Regions from separate parts of the Hordeum vulgare genome. Here regions 2 and 3 are each linked to region 1. A link is a contact called in public Hi-C data. All regions are on one chromosome and are shown on one strand. Each heading gives the region's core, a stretch centred on a gene start, on an enhancer-like site or on the middle of the called end of the contact. The rest is flanking DNA. Distances are from core to core; before and after follow the strand shown.

Region 1 (2,913 bases), core at 258-2,757:
AATATTTCAAACTGTGAACAAATTTGAAACCATAAACATTTTTTAAAACATGAACTTTTTTTTAAACGGGGAAAAAATTTGAAAGCGCAAACAATTTTTTAAAGAACAAATAATAATTTGAATCTTGAGAACATGTTTTGAAACCGAGACCAGTTTTGCAAACTCGTGAACAAATTTGAAAGCTCTAATATTTTTCAAAGTACAAACATTATTTCAATCTCGAGAACAAAATCTTGAAAAGGTGATTTTTTTTTTGAAAAATCGCAAACAAATTTGAAAAGCGTGACCAAATTTCTATTTAAAGCGAAAACATTATTCGAATTTAAAGAAGAATTTTCAAAAAAACATGAATTTTTTGGAAGCGTGAACATTTTTTGAATCTTGAGAACAAAATTTTGAAAAGGACAACAATTTTGAAAAATCCCAAACAAATTTGAAAGCATGATCACATTTTTTAAGCACAAACAATTTTTGAATTATGAGAACAAAATTTAAAAACAGAAATATTTTTATAAAATATGTAAAAAATCACTTTGAAAATCTCGTAATATTTTTTCAAATTCTGGAACATTTTTTAAAATTCCGGAAAAACTGTCAACTTCTGGAACATTTTTTTGAATTCTAGTACATTTTAACAAATTCCGGAACATTTGGCAAATTCAAGAACATTTTTTCAAATATGGAGCATTTTTTAATATGTGGAGCATTTTTTCAAATTCCGGAACATTTCTGAAATTCTCAAACATTTTACAAATTGCAGAAATTCTTTTCAAATTCCGGAACATTTTTTAAAATACCGGAATATTTTTCAAATTCCGGAACATTTTAAAATTTCAGAAACTTTTTTATAATTTCGGAACATTTTTTCAAATTCCAGAACATTTTTACAAATTCCGGTATATTGTTTGTATTTTCGGAACATTCTTTCAAATTTAGAACATTTTTTCAAACTCCGAAACATTTTTTCAGATTCTGAAACAGTTTTTTATATTCTAAAACTTTTTTTCAAATTCCGAACATTTTCCAAACTCCGGAACATTTTTTTCAAATTTCAAACATTTTTTCAATTTCTGGAACATTTTCCAAAGTCCGGAAGAAATTTTGTAATCGGAAACTTTTTTTCGAATTGTGAACAAATTTTGAAACCATGAACATTTTTCGAGTTGTGAACAAAGTTGGAATCTAGAAAAATAACCAAGTTTTGAAACTATGAATATTTGTTAAAAAAACTTGAGAAACTAAAACTATTAAAAAGAAAAAATAAAAAAGAAAGAAAAAGGATACAAAACAGAAGAAAAAACTGAAAAAATAGTGGATAACAAAAACGAACAGAAACAAAAAAAAAGGTTCAAGAACCTTATGGAAGGTCCACAAAACCGGAAAAAACCGCTTGAAACCTTCCAGCAGGTTCCCAAAACCGCAATCAGTGGAATCCTTATGGGCCATCCTGTCCCTTCATACGCCTGTGCGATACCCCGACACTTTGACGCAAGATGCGTCAAATAGCATTTTCCTATTTTTATGGTCTGAAAAACAGAAAAAAAATGGTCCTGCCCAGCGGGGAGGAGGGTTGTGCGTCCATTTGCAACGTTACGACTATTTCTCAGTTTAAGCTAGAAGGAAAGATTTGTCTAAAAAAAACTACTTTCTCCGTTCGAAAATAAGTGTCTTAAGCTTAGTATAATTCTTATATTAAAGGTAGTATAAAGTTGAGACAATTATTTTGGGATGGAGAGAGTAGATGAAAAGATCGTTCGCTTAGACTACGCTAATCGGGCAGGCACACTCACGAACGCATAGAGTAGGAGGAAAAACGCACTAACAGAAAATGGAACGCAGCTCGGATTCAAGCCGTCGTCTCTTGGCTTAGAGCAACTACATCAAGCCAGTAGATTGACTTTCGGTTCATGATAGTAGTAGCACAAATCGTACCTATAAAGAGGAAAAGAACCAGGCTTTCTCCAGGGTTTTCTCGTTTTCTTTTCCATTCTCCGGGTTTTTCCTTATTTTATTTCTTAAGCTTTTTTCATTTGGTTTATTTGCTTCATTTTTTGTTTTTCATTTTTTGTTTTTGTTCTTAGTTTCTTTTTTGTTTTTCATTCTAAATTCTTATATACAAGATCAATATTTTTTCGTGTTCACCATTTTTAAAATAATTATTCGACATTTTGTAAATACATGTTTAATATTTCTGTATACATCATAGATATTTTTCCAAATACTTGTTCAACATTTTCAAATACCTACTTGTTCAACCTTTTTCGCATACTCAATCAACCTTTTTCTAATACTTATTCAATATTTTTTAAATACTTGTTCAACATTTCCCTAATGCTTGATACCTTTTTTAAATACTTGTTCAACATTGTTCGAATGTCTATTCAAATTTTTCCAAAAAATATTTGTAGACTTTTGTAATAAATATATTTTAAATATTCTAAAGTATAAACAAAAAAAAATGGAAAACATAAAAAACCCAGAAAACAGGTTGTGGTCTAGCTCGCGTATGGGTCTGGACAGCGGGGAAGGGGGTTCTGCGCCCGTATGCTTTCCTATTTTACATTGAACTTTTAAAATTAAAAAAGTATTAGAAATTCAGAAAAATGTTGTTTGTTTTCAAAAATCCCGATAAAGTCCAAAAATATCCGTGTTTACGAACAAGTAATTAGTTTTTCGAAAAAATGTGCCCACGCAAAATCATTCATAGTTTCTGACATTTTGTATTATAATTTAAAGAAGTTTTAGTGTTCTAAATACATTCGTGTTTTCTAAGAAATGATTGCCTTATCAAAAAACATTTATAGATGCTCATAAAATCATATGTTAGAAAAAACATGTTCGTATTTTTTGAAAATGTTATCAAATTTTATTGAATGTTTACTTTATATAACAAATTCCATGTTTTCTAAAATA
Region 2 (2,913 bases), core at 267-2,766, 390 kb after region 1:
ATTAAGATCACCTATTTGACACGAGCCTATTTTATTTCTTTGGTACAACCAACAAGGCAACAATCATCTTCTGTAGTTAAAATAGTTCCTTCGAAAATGAAGACATGCTGGCAGTGATAGACAACATAATTTACGAAAAACATCAAATTACCAGTAGTCTGAGCACCCAATCCACGCATTCTCCTGTCCCGGTCATATCGCTGCCGTTCCCATCCGCACATCTCTGCGCAAATGGATCAAAAATGGCAAACTATTAGGCTTTGGTTGATCATATCAATATGCAAACTTGAAGTCGAGAAAAGAAAGCGACCAAAGAGGCACAGACAGACAACAAAGTACAGTAAAATACAATTGCATGCATCCTTTTTTTTCAAAGTAATTTGCTTTCTGCAACCTGCCACGTGTTGCGAGTATTTTTGCTTTACTTTTTTATAAGCCAACACCAGAATGAACAAAACAGAAGCAGGGCATTTGGCGATTCCTCGAAATCTACCGCGTCCTCCCACTTGTAGTATTTGTTTTTCAGGCCAGAAACAAGGGAAGTGTCGCCGAACTAAATGGATCGGGTGGTGGTTGAAACCTGCCCACATGAAACTCCTTCCTGACAGAAAGAAATGGGCCGGGGAGGAAAAAGATGAAGAGCAGAAACCAAGAAACGGTCTGGGGTCTGGACTGGAAATCTAGGATGAATCCAACCCGGACGCATTGGCGGGTTCACTGGATTTGGCAGCACCGAATCCTGACTTGTTAATTCGACGATGGGGCCAGGGCCACATGAATGATAACTTGATGGCGGAGGCAGTTGATGGTGGAGGGGGCGGGAGGGGAGGGGAGGGGATCGTGCACCTTCGTACTCGGACTCGCTGTCGGCCTCGTCGGCCGTGTCGCCCTCGTCGGCGCTGAAGTCGGAGTCCGGCGACCGGATGTTGAGCCACTTTCGCAGCACCGTCTTGGGCCACAGCTGCACAATCCAACCCCAAACCCGGATCATCAACAGTAGTACTGCACTCTATACGTTACAGTCTCGCAAAATATACTAATTAATCAAACCCCCCCGACCGATGGACGATCCGCCGTCCAAACGAACGGGCGGACGGACGGACAAAACAAGGAGGGAACGCGCGCGCGCACCTGGTTCTGCTTCTTGGCCTTGCGGCGCGCCTCCGGGTCGGCGCCGGGGTGGGCCGCCGCCGCCGCCGACTCCCCGAGAGGCGACAATGGCCGTGGAGCCGGCGCGCTCCGCGTGGCCCGCGTGGGCGGGTACGAGTGCCTGGCCGCCATTCGCGCCCGTGCGTGCACCAGAACTTGACGCCACGCAACGGCAAACCTCTTCTGCTGCGTTCCCTCCTTCTCCTTTCCTCTTGCGTAACAGGGGAGACAGACAGACAGACACACTGATGCTAGCGAGGAGTAGCTAATTAGCTAGCGAGCGAATGGCGGGTCGGATTTATGTATGTATGTTCCTGGCTCGAGCTCGTGCTGGACTGGAACCCAACGCCAACAGGCGCTTCGTCAGTCAGTCTGTCACTCACCACTAGTAGATCTAGCCCGGCCGGGGTTGGACTCGCTCAGAGTCAGAGAGGTCGCACTTGCGGCGGCTAGGCTAGGCTAGCTCGGCTGTTGGGCCGGGGCCCGCTGGCTCAGTGGCTCCGGTGGGAAAAGGTACTTACCTAGCGTTCTTTCTGCCGACCTCATCTACGTCCACCCACCAGACTGCCAGAGTACACACACCCTCCCTCCCTCCCTCCCTCCTTATCCCGTTGGTGAAACAAGCAAGGAAGGAGCCTGCTTGTTTGCTACGCGAGACTGTAGCTTTCCTCCAGAATCCATCCCATCCCATCCCGTCCAACTCCACCTTTTCCCCCCTCCACCCAAAAACCATGTACTATCTCCCACAACGACCACGCCCCGTCGCTGTAGTCATTAGACCCCCACAGTCTTTGATGATCCCCCATTCCATTCAATCGGTCCATCTCTGCGCGTGCTCGCCGACTAGCTACCGACTCCATCTAATGCTTGACGATACTATGGTTGTACGTACGGTTCGAGCATGTGTGGTACTAACGATCACCGATGGATGGGATCCTCGGGGTGCAACTTGCGGGGCATTGTCGAGAGTTCCATCGACCGAGAGCGACCTCTTCTCTTTTCCAAACCTGCAGTCCATGCAAATAGTCCGCACGCATGTCCGCTGCCTCTTCTCCCTGTGGCTTGACAGCGAGGCCGGCCCGCTCTGATCTCGCTTTGTCCTCTAGCTTAGCTTACTGTTGTTGCTTGCTTTGACACGTCCAGTTTTTGGATCCAGCGGCATATGTCTGTACCTGTACGTTCTTGCTAGGCGGTCTCACCACCCTGCAAGAGACTCGTAGCACGAAGAACCAGTGCCCAAGTGGCGGCAGGCCAAGTTGGTCTCCTTTTTTGACTTTCTTATTTCACGTGCATACAGTAAGTGCTATGCGCGAAGCCAAAGATTTCTTGAGAGCTTTGGCGATCTGCAACTTTACGTGCAAGTCTACTCGGCGCTGGGGCCTGAGCAGGTTTTAAATACCGCATCATATCACGCACAACTTGTGATCCATAGCTTATTATTATTATTACTACTTTTGATTTGATGTAAAAGGTGCTTGTGCATGGTCCATCCAGCGCGCGCAAATCTCCATCCGATAATCATCGTTACCCTCAACGGCAGGCAACAAGGCGGCCAACCAGCTGATAAGGAAGGAACCGAAATTGACCCGAGCTTAGGACTCGTCCGTCGGCCATGATAGACTCGCTCGACTGTCGTGTACACCGATGAGTGAGTCGTTGGCGGTGCTGCGCTACGTAGTTTATTTGCCACGTAGCCACCGGGTTTGTTGCAGGTTCAGGTGTATCCAAGGCTTGCAATCTGTGCTTGTATTCTTTTTTTTTCCA
Region 3 (2,913 bases), core at 290-2,789, 300 kb after region 1:
TAGTGTGTTGTCTACGTATCCACACATGTATTTGAGTTTCCAATCAATACAACTCTAGCATGGATAATAAACGATTATTATGAACATGGAAATATAATAATAACTAATTTATTATTGCCTCTAGGGCATATTTCCAACATCATACCACACACAGCTTGTTTTCCTCCATCTTGGGTTTTTTCCCCTCCTGCATGAACACACTCGAACTCTCTCCTGATTATGTGGTTACACCCCTTCTTCTGAGTCCTCTTAGTGTAACATATCCTAGTGCCAAAACCCAGCTTCTTAGCATAGCTATTATACACCTTTTGTGCTTCCTCGATGGTGTCAAAGACTAATCCAACATATGGCGCATCTGGTCGAGTAGTTGTTGCATCATCAGCAAATGGAATATATGTGCCCCCTTCAATGTCCTCCATGATTTCATCCTACAATGAAACATATTTTTTAGCATCAACATTGCACACATGATATCCTAGAGCCAAAACAATGGGCACAAGTTGAAAATATCTGAACACATACCATATCTGAATGTATCTGAACATATACGGTGCTAAACAGATCACAACATATTCTGAACACAGCCCATGACAATACAATCTAAGCTTCCAGCAGCAAAGTAAAATGTATCGAAGGGCAACAAATCGTGCTTCTAACTACGCTGTCACATTTATCCTACAGATTCATCAACAATCCCCGATGGTGTGTTAAAAACCAGCCAAATCATGCATCAGACGACCAGCATACATCAAAACTACAACAAACATCCGAAAAAAGAAAGCTAAAAACTGCGAATATGTATCAAGGTGTTCGTGTTACCTCCTCATCTCCAATATTCACCACAGGAGGATTCATGTTTGTCTGATTACTCGAAGCAGCAGCACCCCAAACGCCTCACGAACCTGTGGTATTACCCGATCCATGCCGCCAGATTGCATCTGAAATCCCTCTATACTCAATATCTCGTCTTAGGTGCGCCACTTTTGCAGATACTTGTCTCTCGATGGAAGCATTCGCGCCAGAAATCTGAATGGAGAAGACACAGGAGAGGAGCTGTTCTCCCGCGGAAGGAAGCATATGTCCAGTGCGTGCGTTCAGGGCCACTTATTGCGTACGCCCAGCCGCTTAATTACAGGTATTAAAACCCTCTAAAACAGGACATCACATCTAATCTGATGGATCCCAGACCCTCATCCAACGGCGCATACGTAGTCTGATGGATGCTGCGTGCAGACCGATGCCTAGCGCTTTCCAACTGATTGGACGTTAGTAATCTGCTGTTCACGTTCTTTATGTTATGCGCTGTATCATTTTTTGCTCACCCAAACTTTTCCTATCAATGAAATAATACGAAAAAATTGCGTATTCGCAAAAAGAAAAAGCAACGAGTCAACACGGTGCGGTGCCCAAGAAGACCCCGGTTGATTGACCGGGGTATGTCCTCGCAAAGAATGGAGAGAAACCATGGAGGGGGCATCTGGAAAAATCCCAAGCAACAGGCAGACCCTATTTATGCGCGGCCCCGCCCTCGGAGCCCCGAACCACATAAACTGATAAACCATCCCAAAACACGCCAGGCAGAGCAAAACCTCCTCCCCGTTACCCGCAGTTGCGAAGCTTCCCTACTTCTCCCCCAATCTCGCTTCACGAACAAGAACACCCGAATCAGAGAAACAAGAAACAGAAAGATCAAAGGAAGAGGCGAGAGCGCCAAATCCTCTGGCACCCCCATTCCCGCCCCAGGTTCGATCAAAGGAGAGAGCAGAAAACGTGGTTCGCGAGAATGGTGGCGATCGAGAGCCAGGTCCAGAGGCCGGCGGAGCCGGCGAGGATCCCCAAGGAGGCGCGGCGTCTCCTGCACGACCTGGCGGCCGCGTGGCCGAACGTGGCGGACTGCCGCGCGCTGGAGGTGGTGCCGCTCAAGGGCGCCATGACCAACGAGGTGTACCAGGTGCGCTGGCTCACCGCCCCGGCCGAGGCGGGCGCCGGCGCGGGGCCGCTCAAGGAGAGGGAGGTGAGGAAGGTGCTGGTGCGGATTTACGGCGACGGCGTCGACCTCTTCTTCGACCGCGAGGACGAGCTGCGCACCTTCGAGTGCATGTCCCGCCACGGCCAGGGCCCCCGCCTCCTCGGCCGCTTCCCCAACGGCCGCGTCGAGGAGTTCATCCACGCACGGGTAGGTGCATATCGCGTCTAATAAGCAAAATAGCTATCAAATTTCTTCTACCTTTCAGTCTTTCTTGGTTCAGAGGCCATTTCAGAACTGGTATCCTCTGTTTCTTGGCGAATTTCTTCAACTGCCAAATTGCTCTGTTTCTTTGCACGAATGATTCAGTTATTTTTAGTGCACTTGTGTTTGGTGGAATTTTCGTAAATTTAGTTAACCCGGACCATGCAGTGTGGAATTTGTTCTTGTCAAATTAAATATGCAAGTTAGGGTTAAGCTACTGCTTTCTTGATACTTTACGAGATTCTACTGCTATGGGGCCGACTAGTTTATTGCAGTGTGGTTCTCGTTCGTTGAATGCTCTGCCGTGGGAATCGAGCATTCTGAAATTTTTGATAATTCTTCACATCTAGTCTTATCCATCAGTTCAGAAAGAAAACGTTTCTTCAAGCCATTAGTCAATCAACTCCCATTTAGCCGGAATTATTTATGTCCCACGTGACTTAGTCAAAAGCTGCCTTGTGTTTCTTCGCTTGCGACATCTCCTAGAAATTTGTGATGTGTGTATATTTTTCTTTGCAAGGCTATGTCATCAAATGAAATCTCTCTTCCTTAGGCTATTTCTTGTCACGTCAATAAATTTGTGGTGTCACTAGCTGATGATGCTGTCTTTGTCAAGTAGTCGATCGTCTATAACTGCACATACGACCACAGGGAACGTCTCCCTTAGAAAATCCATGGCCTGA

The links. Hi-C and Micro-C count contacts between places; a contact is called where the count stands out from the background.
Region 2: a contact with region 1 is called in a Hi-C map of leaf, with 5 times the contacts expected there. The contact joins the promoter of LOC123444279 here to the enhancer-like site in region 1. A contact is called at or near these places in 4 of 6 Hi-C or Micro-C datasets (leaf and seedling).
Region 3: a Hi-C map of leaf shows a contact between it and region 1, with 7 times the contacts expected there. The contact joins the promoter of LOC123444280 here to the enhancer-like site in region 1. A contact is called at or near these places in 4 of 6 Hi-C or Micro-C datasets (leaf and seedling) and 1 of 1 datasets of contacts at active chromatin or transcription factors (embryo).

Annotation. Positions count from the first base shown.
Region 1 is chr3H:463,896,690-463,899,602 of MorexV3_pseudomolecules_assembly, reverse strand. No RefSeq gene overlaps it. Among protein-coding and RNA genes, the nearest start is that of LOC123444283, 290 kb to the left of the region's middle. Within about 2 kb of position 1,507, at least 2 of the 3 cell types and tissues checked have open chromatin away from gene starts, as enhancers often do. A contact at or near this core is called in leaf, where this site is marked.
Region 2 is chr3H:463,504,930-463,507,842 of MorexV3_pseudomolecules_assembly, reverse strand. LOC123444279 (type IV inositol polyphosphate 5-phosphatase 3) reads right to left here and starts at 1,516. Exons shown (of 10, transcript XM_045120957.1): 1 at 1,132-1,516; 2 at 847-961; 3 at 152-223. The coding sequence starts at 1,281.
Region 3 is chr3H:463,601,293-463,604,205 of MorexV3_pseudomolecules_assembly, reverse strand. LOC123444280 (probable choline kinase 2) reads left to right here and starts at 1,539. Exons shown (of 7, transcript XM_045120959.1): 1 at 1,539-2,176. The coding sequence starts at 1,784.